Linked DNA regions of Mus musculus: all the other regions are linked to region 2. A link is a contact called in public HiChIP or PLAC-seq and promoter capture Hi-C data. All regions are on one chromosome and are shown on one strand. The core of a region is the stretch at or near the end of the contact, and the rest is flanking DNA. Distances in the headings are between cores, read along the strand shown.

Region 1 (3,073 bases), core at 391-2,890, 1.1 Mb before region 2:
CTGCAGATATGTTTAGCTTTTGCTCAAGGGTTGTGATGATGTTATAATTTTTACAATTATATTATTTTTTAAAAAGTCATTTTTCTTGAGGTAGAACCATTCTCTTGGTTTACGGGGGTATTTTCCTTGTCCATAGTCAAAGGGAAGCAAGAACTAGAAAATGCTGTTGTCTTAGAAACAGATTTGTGTTTCACCACTAGAGGATGTCAAGTCCTTTTTATTAGAATATTATTTTGAGCAAATTCCTAGGTCATCACATCACAAAACTAGGAGCTGGAATTCTGTGTGTCACCTAGTATGATTCCAAGCTATGGAAATCAGCTACACAGAGCAAATCCCATTTGCCAACCTCCTTTAAAAAGACCACAGAGCTAAAGTTTCATGCTGCTTTTGATTAATCTGTGATGCCCAAAGTCTGATGTGCAAGGAATAAATTAATGCCCATATGTTTTGGTGAGATCTGTTGCCATTCTATTGGAAGATATTACTTACAACCTAGAATGGAGTTTGTTTGTTGTTGTTGTTTTTAAAAATCAGGATTCTTGGTGGAAAGACTTAGACTCCCCCCCTCCCCCTTTTTTTTAACATTTATTTATTTTATGTATATGAGTACACTGTCACTGTCTTCAGATATACCAGAAGAGGCCATCAGATCCTATTACAGATGGTTGTGAGCCACCATGTGGGTGCTGGGAATTGGAACTTGGGACCTCTAGAAGAGCAGTCACTGCTCTTAACCACTGAGCCATCTCTCCAGCCCAGACTTAGACTTTCTTACTGTGGTCATGTATCTTGTATGAAATTTTCCAGAGTAAAAAGTGATCTTTATTTAAGCCAGAAGGGCCTCTGTTGTCCCCAAATAAGCATAGAAAGTAGACACTCAGGTTGTGCTTATGCTGTGACGTAAGCCCCTCCCTATTGAAATTCAGATCCTAGAAGCTAGAATTGCTGCTGCTTCAGGGGGCAAACTTCACATCTCGCTAAGTCAGTGGTTCTCTCCTGAGAACCACTGGTAAGTTGAAGAGAAGTCAGCTGTTGTCATAGCTTAGGTATGTGTGTGAAACGCAAATTTACACTGGCATGGTCTCTAAAGAATTCACACACTTGTGTCATGATACCTGAAAACAAATTATTCGAAGAGCTTTAAAAAACATACTCAAGTCTTGTTAGTACAAGAACTAAAGACATCGAGGCTTAGACTAATTTAACCAAGAATGTGTACTTTCCATGGGTTATTAAAATGACGGAGTTTGGAAGGTTGATGAATATGATCTTTGAGTTTAGTAAGGAAATCCACAGGCCAATGTGTACGGGTCGTGAGGGTTCAGTGGAGGAAGGATGGACCACTCTGGCTGTGGTCATCCCGGAGCACCTGCTGCAGCTAGCACTTAACCGCCAAACAACAGGGAGTGATGTGTGGTCAGAGGGAGGAGGAGGGGAAATAAAGGCATACAGGAGAGGAGCTAAAGTTTCTTGACAGGACAAATGTGAAAGGCTCAAAGTGAGTGTTCAGGGAAATCAGTTAGGCATGATGGATATGTTGAGGCCAAAGGTCAAGCCAAGAGGCTAGAACAGTATTGTTGGAGCAGGAAGGCTTGTCTTGATAAAGCTTTGTTAATCAGAATTAAAGAGCTGGGTTGCACAATTAGCACAAACACACCCTCTCCTAGGGAGGTCCTTTTCCTCCTACCCTGCCCATTTGGGACAGCTGTGCTTGAGTTCGGGAGGTGCCGGTTTGCTCTGGAACCTGGAAGGAGAGCTTCTTTTCAGAGCAGCTGTGTAGACCAGATGGAGGAAGAAAGGAGAGAGAGTTTGGTCTCCAGACTTAACTCTGAGGTCCCTGGATAGAGCTAGGTAGGCACTGGCCTGTCAGTGGGTATAAAAAAAGGAGGCCGGTTTGGGACTCTGAGATGTCAGAGGATCACAGGTAAAAAGAAGACACAAGGCGATCCACTTTTAATTGGTTCATTAGTTTAAGCTTGACCCGAACATATTAGTGAGTACAACTGAGTAAAAGAAAAGGTGGAAAAGTGTCAGTAGTGATGCCAGATAGTTAACTGGTGAACCTGCAGGAACAGACACGAGGTCAGGTCTGAAGGCCACTCCAGGAAAGATCAGAAAGAAAAACTGCAGACAGGATAGACAACCATTCAAAATGGAGGAGGGACAGACAGCCAAGTCAGAGAAGTGAGAGATGCCCAAGAGGGACAAAAAGGTCAAACATTCCAAAACTGAAATGATATTTTAAAGCCATTACTTTGGATTGAGGTTTCCACTGGTTTCTCCTAGCAGAGGAATTTCAGTTGGTCCAAGAGTTGGGGGCACATCCTTTATAATAATGATTAATAGATTGAGCATTGGAAAGATGAGATAGCCCAGTAGACCGTTCCATAAAAGTTGCCAGAAAAAAAAAATCAATACATTAGAAATTCTCGAATAAGTAGAGGTGGGTTTTTTGTTTTTGGTTTTTTTGTTTTTTGTTTTGTTTTGTTTTGTTTTTTCTGAGACAGGGTTTCTCTGTATAGCCCTGGCTGTCCTGGAACTCACTTTGTAGACCAGGCTGGCCTCGAACTCAGAAATCTGCCTGCCTCTGCCTCCCGAGTGTTGGGATTTAAGGCATGCCCGGCTAGTAAAGGAGTTTTTAATTGTTTTTTAAATGTGTTGTTTCAGTAGACTGTCAACGTAGCTATAGATGTATAACCATCACTGTCGATAGGGCTTAGAGTCTTGTCTTCCAGAGCTCCCTCTGGCTCATTTCCCACCCACTGATCTATTTTCCATCTTTGCTTTGACTTTTCCCAGAGTCTTAAGTGGAAGCATACCATGTAACCTTTGCAGGGGTGCCGCCCCCCGCCCCCACAGCCTAATGTATTTGAGATCTGAGCACACCGTGATGTGCATTGGTAGTTCCCTGCCCTAGCACCTAGTGCTTCCCTGTCCCCAACTTAAGGACGTCCAGTCACTCCTAGGTTTGGGTAGGAGAAACAACTGTTGCAAATATTCGTATGTTGGTTTTTACGTCACTGGTTTCATTTATGGCAGATACTTACATTGTTGTCTCCAATGTGATTGT
Region 2 (2,910 bases), core at 347-2,846:
CAATCAATCAAGACATTGCCTCACAGGACAATTCTGATGAGGCAATTTCCAGGTGACTCTGAGTTATGTCACCTTGCCAGGGAAACTAACAAGTGTAAATAATATACCATTTTCAGGAATCAATACAGAACAGACTGGTCCACACACCCAAGTTATGTGTCATGTCTGAGGCAGGATTGTTTTCTTATTCACCCTACTAGTTATGTGGTCGGTTTATAACTCATTTACTTCAATAGCCGCATCAGTGACTTGTAATTAACAGCATTCACGTTTACAGTGGGATAGAAGCTGACCCTGGTTTTTAAGTTTTATGTACGTGACGTTGAGACAGGGTCTCAACAGTGCTGGTTGGCCTGGAACTCCCTGTGTAGCCAAGGATGACCTTGAATTCCTGGTCCTCCTGTCCCTGTCTACAGAGTACCAAGATTAAAGGAATTGAGCCACCAGGTCCAGCACATTTAGTACTCTTTAGCACTTAATGTCCTGTGCTAAGTCCTCTTACATGGGCAAATATTATTTATGAATTTGATAATGTATAAGATAATATCTTCACTTACAAAGAAATAGGCTGCAATGTGGAAATTATTTAAAGGTATAAAATAAAACACTTAAAAATCATAAAATTAGCATCTACTTTTTTTTTTTTTTGTCTATAAAGTTTTGCCTTGGAGCCATATGAAACATTGTGAGTTAAGAACACCATTGGGTAGTCAGTCAGAACTCAAATCTGAGCCCTTTACAAATATGGATTTAATTTGTGTTATCCTCATTGTTGTGGATTAGAAAAGCTGAGTAAGGTGGTGTTAGACATTCGCCTTTGATTCCAGGTCTTGGCATTGAAAGCACAAGCTACAATAAAATGGTTTGTTCAGTGTGATAATAAGGTTGATGTTTTTTACACAGCATTATTAGCCTTATGTTGTATGAAACAAGGATGTTTAATAACAGGTTATAGATTTATGTGTTATTATTACATCATAAGCACCCAAGGCTAGTTCTGTGTCTGAAAAGCTGTACTAAACACCCTTAGCAAGTTCACATATTTATGTATTCAATCAATGTCTAAGGCTTCCTTCTTAATTAATTCGTGCTAATGAAATATTTTACAAAGCTAAGGTCAGACAGTTGTTTACCAGAGCTGTTAATGAATTTAATATGGAGCCCATACCTGAAGCCATGAGTTACATGCGAAGCATATTGACCCAGTGTGGCTACATTTCAAAGCTAAAATTACTCATTCAAAAAGTTCCCTCTACAGCTTGGACTAATTATTATGCCAAATTTACACGTTTATTGATTGCCTATAGTGTTTACTAAGGCTTAAAAGCTGAAACAAAGTCCTTGTTTTTACTGAGCGAAATAGGCAGCTTTTCAGATGATCAAAAACCAAAGTTGGGAAATAATCCTGAAAACCGGTGTAGGTGAAGGATCCCGCTCAACAACCCTCTGGTTGCTTCATTTCTGGCCTTGAAGTCCACGTCAGTCAATTCGCTTGTGGGCGGGACCTCGCCCCCCCCCCCCCCCCGCCAGTTCGCGAGCGCGCACGCGTTCCCGGGAGGCCCGCAGTGACCCCGAGAGCTTGCCGTCGCCAAGTGCGCAGGTATGACGTCGCGCATGCGCGGACGCTCGGCGCAGAGGCCTGGCGGAAGACAAGATGGCGCGGCAGAGGTGTTCCGCCCGCGGTCTGCGCCTCGTCGGTTTCTGAGCCGAGTTTTTCTGGAAGGGACGGCGGCAGGCGCCGTCTGTGCGCGATGGCCCGGCATCGGAACGTCCGGGGATATAACTACGATGAAGGTGGGTGGTAAGGCCGCGCCGGCCGTGACCTTAGCTCTTCCAGCTGTCTCCATGGCCGCTTTACATCTCCCTGGAATCGAGCATGGACCCCGGAGCCACGCTCGCAATGGGATCTTCGGCGGAGAGGGAGCGGGCGGAGAGCGAGCAGGACCTGAGAGGAACACCCGGGGAGGAAGCCGGCGTGTTGTCTGCCTCCTAGCTGAGCTAGTTCACCGACCGGGCAGGGGTGTAGCATCTCCAGGGCCCATAGGTGTGGCGAGGTCGGGATCCGATGCTGTTCGTATCCAAGCGTCACCTCTTCTTTCCCTGTTTCCTGCGGGGATCCCGCAATGAGTTCCTGACGTCTGTCTCATAAGCCCTCCTTCAGACAAGCCCACGAGGCCGTAGTTAGAAAAGAGGCTGGCTTAGCGCTTACCTGCGGCCGGCCTACTACAAACGTCAGATTTATTTCGTTGTCCCCGTGTCCCTGCGTTTTTGACTGCTCCATTTTTTTCCAACGGATTTCAAAACTGGGGACGTGAGAAACAGAAAAGATTCTTGTTTAAAAGGGCTCAAGAAATTGGGTCGATTTGCTGATGTTCAGGTGTATAAATTCAGTTATTGGCAAACAGTGCTTAATGTAGATTGATTTTAAAAAGGAAATGGAAAAATAACACCAGCGGGGAGGTCATGAAAAAGGGACTCGCAGTTTGTTGGCATTGAGTGGATGATAATAAGCATCATTTAGCATCACAGAAGCTAAAAATAAACACAAATGTAAAGTGATGCAAGAATCCTAAAGACCTGCTGCTTTTTAAAATGGAGAAGATGCAATGTTTACGCAGGCGGTTGTTATTAACACCCCCTTTGGGGGGATTGTGAGCTTCAGTGTCCTCAACAGGTTTGACCAACCAACAACCTGGGCTGCATCTGGAGACTTTGACCCAGTCTGCCTGGAATATCTTACTTGGCAGGCATTCACTGTAAGAATACATAGTGTCTGTATAAAAGGCCTGGTGGACCACTACCACTAAGAAATGACTTTAGTCTGGAAGAGATTGTGTAGCTGTGAAATAAGGGACATTTATTACCAATATATTTCCTCAGCCAGTGATAATTGACTATTTAAGGGTACTG
Region 3 (3,129 bases), core at 384-2,883, 1.4 Mb before region 2:
ACAGAACAATTAAAAGTTACATAGTATGCTTCAGTCCTTAAATATCCAACTTACCATCTGGCCAGACTGGAATCGGAACACCAGTCTGGGGAAACGCATCAGAGTGCCAACTCACACCGGGCCTGGTGCTAGGCACGCAAACCTTTCAAGCTGGAGCTAATAACAGAAGACAAGGAAGGCTTGTGCTTACAAACCCCCAAGACTGTGGTTCTCCCCTGCTGATACACGCAGAACACACCAATCACAGCATTTTAAGACAGTATATGTGGAAATACCATATACTCGTTGGTCAGGTGTTGAAAACAACATTAACTTCAGTTATGTGCCAACAATCAATAATTTTTGCTGAAAGACTAATGTCTCTTTCTCTCCCCCATCTCACACTCCATTAACATCTGTTCAAAGGGAATCTGCACTTGAACTTTACAAGGTAAGATGACTAATTACTATGCTCACATGCACATTCAACTGTTCAAACTAGAGTCTTCACAGAATTTCGCTTTGAGTTTTTGTGATCAGTGAGGTGGGTAAAGTGTTAAAGATCTTCCACTTAAACGTAACTGATGAAGAAGAAAAAAAAAAGTCAACTGTCAGGTCAGAGACCCGACCCCTTCCATGTGCAGAGCCAGCTTCTAATCCCAGTACCCACTTGGCAGCTGACAACCATCAGTAATGGATCCAACACCCTCTTTGAATCTTCTCTTCTGACCTTAGCTGGCACCAGGCATGGTTCACAGACATACATACAAGCAAAAAACTCAGACACACACACAAAAAATCTCTAGAAAACAATTCCTAATTATACCAATTTCTTGTAAGAAACCTTTATAAAAGTCTAAAGTTTGATGGCCAAGAACTGTGAACCCAACCGTGAAAGCACTAAGCACTAATGGACAAACTATACGGAAACAAGTTTATTTACCACTACTTTTCAGAAATCGTATTTTTTTCCTGCAGTAAACAAGTATTACAGATCACTGACATTATGCAATGGTTTGCCATACACTGCTCCTGTGCATAAACAGCAGATGGGGTATAAGTTAAAATAAATGGCTTGAGCACTTAGACATCTCTGCACATTTATCCACTTCCCCTAGAACAACTAAAAGCGAGCACAGAATTTTCTAGTTTTTTTTTTTTTCTTTTTCAAGAAAGGGCCAGCGTCTCCCTAAGTCTCTGTTGAGGATGGCTTTGAACTGGTGGCTCTGTTGACTCCACCTTGCAAGTACTGACAAGTGCATCCTTCTTACAGAAGGGAAAGGACTAGCTGTAGACTTCCCCTGGGCTCCAATGCCAACTCCGCAGAAAGGGGGACCTAGGAGGGAGGGCCGAGCTCTGTCGCCCCCTGGCGGTGGCGGCGGCACCGCGCGCTCAGCGGCGCGTCCTACGCCCGCCCCGGAGGCGCGGCCCGCGCTCACCCGCGATGCCGTAGTGCTGCGCCGCGGCACAGGCCAGGCGGCCCGGCAGGTACGGAGAGAACTCGGCCGCATAGCCGTGGCGGCCGGGCACCCGCAGCGTCCGCGCCGCGCTCATTCCGCTCGCCCGCCGTCACTCGGCCTCCCGGCCCGAGCGCGGAAACAGTCTCGAGGTAGAAGTGCCCCACTGCGGCTCACTGAAAGTCCAGGAAGGCCGGGCGGAAGTGACGACGCCGACGCCCGGAATCCTAGATTTTGATTGGGCTACATAGAAAAGGGAACTGACGCCGCGAGGACCATTTTTCTTTTGGGCAAAAATCCAATGATTTGCTCTAACTAAAATCAACTGGTCTTTCAGAGATTATTCTAGACCTAAAAGAGAAGATACTCGCTAGGAGTCACTTCAGACAGTTGTTCACGTTTAATTGCAACCTCCATGTTTTTTTTTTAAATAAAAACCTTGTGTTTTTATTAATTGCTTGAACTTTAAAACTTTGCTATTCTGACATTTTCCTGATGGTTACGAAATAAAAGCCACAACAAACTCGGAAAGCAGTTAGTGAGTCCAAGGGCAACGAATGGAGTACTAGGTTGCCCAAGGTAATTTGAATCCAGACAACAATGAAGTTAAAGGATAGGACTATTATCATGTGCAATTTGCGGTCTATAGGTTTTATGTAGTTAGTTGCACTATGCAGATATATTCCAGTAATTAAGGAAGACTTGGGCTCATTAATTTCTTCATTCAAATGTTTGCCAAGCATATGCAATGTGGTAGATGAATGTGCAGTTTGCCAAACCAAACACTGAAGAGTGAAAGAGACTTGTTAATCATTAAACCAGTCAACCTGCACAGACCAAGTCATGTACCAAGCTTGGTGCTAGACTTTTGCATTCAAAAGACCCACTGGGATACGTGGTTGAGCTCAAGAGATTACAAGACTTGAAAGCTGTCAAGTGTAATCAAAATGCTATTGATGCTGTGATGAATATACACAGATGTTTTTAGGGTAGGGTGTCAGGGAACATTTTAGAAAGGAGATAATCTAGGGTGAATTCATACAAATGACTTTCTCTAACTAAAAAGTTGGAAGCCATTGTGGGATCAGGAGAAGGGTGAAGAACCCAGGAAACCTAAAACCGCAAGGGATGGTAGCTGCCAGGACTCAGTCTAGCCTGATAGAGAAAGAGCACTTTGGGTAGATTCCACCTGGTGAGAGAAAATCAAATGCTCCAACATGAACTCTTGTATTGTACCCCATGCCCAAGGAACTGTGCTGCAGCTTAAATAATAGAGATCTGTGCAAGTTTTCAGATATGGATCATTTAGTGAGTTATCATTCCCAAGCAACAGTAACTGGAGGCTAGAGATTGGCAATGGAGTACAGTTAGAGACTTTAGCAACAACTCAAGCAGAAGATGCTATAGTTGGGTAATAGTGTTTTGTTGAGAATTATGGAAAGGTGTGGAGAGGGTACGCTTAAGGGTCAAATGAAGACAAAAAGCTTAAATGGTTTCCAACTCTTAGTATAGTACTTATCTAGACACAGGAATTGTTTATTGAAATAAGGACAATGGAGCATTAATAAACTCCAGTTCTGCATGTTGACTGTGTACTGTGTGCAGTACTTGAATACAGCACAATGGAGTCCAGCCAAGCCTTCTTACTTGCATGTAGATAATATTTAAACCACGGAAATTATTTTTATTTAGC

What was found. Promoter capture Hi-C pulls out the DNA fragments that hold promoters and counts their contacts. HiChIP or PLAC-seq counts read pairs in DNA pulled down with a chosen protein or histone mark.
Region 1: an H3K27ac HiChIP or PLAC-seq map of embryonic stem cells shows a contact between it and region 2, with 4 times the contacts expected there. The contact joins the enhancer-like site here to the promoter of Hbs1l in region 2. A contact is called at or near these places in 3 of 39 promoter capture datasets (liver and pre-B cells) and 2 of 115 datasets of contacts at active chromatin or transcription factors (bone marrow-derived macrophages and embryonic stem cells).
Region 3: a contact with region 2 is called in a promoter capture Hi-C map of pre-B cells, with 4 times the contacts expected there. The contact joins the promoter of Pex7 here to the promoter of Hbs1l in region 2. A contact is called at or near these places in 2 of 39 promoter capture datasets (liver and pre-B cells).

Annotation. Positions count from the first base shown.
Region 1 is chr10:20,152,096-20,155,168 of GRCm38.p6, forward strand. It overlaps a transcript of Map7 not described here. Among named protein-coding and RNA genes, the nearest start is that of Map7, 17 kb to the right of the region's middle. Within about 2 kb of position 1,641, at least 14 of the 459 cell types and tissues checked have an H3K27ac peak or open chromatin away from gene starts, as enhancers often do. A contact at or near this core is called in embryonic stem cells, where this site is marked.
Region 2 is chr10:21,294,383-21,297,292 of GRCm38.p6, forward strand. It overlaps Hbs1l (Hbs1-like (S. cerevisiae)), which reads left to right and starts at 1,597. Exons shown (of 18, transcript NM_019702.2): 1 at 1,597-1,794. The coding sequence starts at 1,752.
Region 3 is chr10:19,906,041-19,909,169 of GRCm38.p6, forward strand. Pex7 (peroxisomal biogenesis factor 7) reads right to left here and starts at 1,634. Exons shown (of 10, transcript NM_008822.2): 1 at 1,419-1,634. The coding sequence starts at 1,533.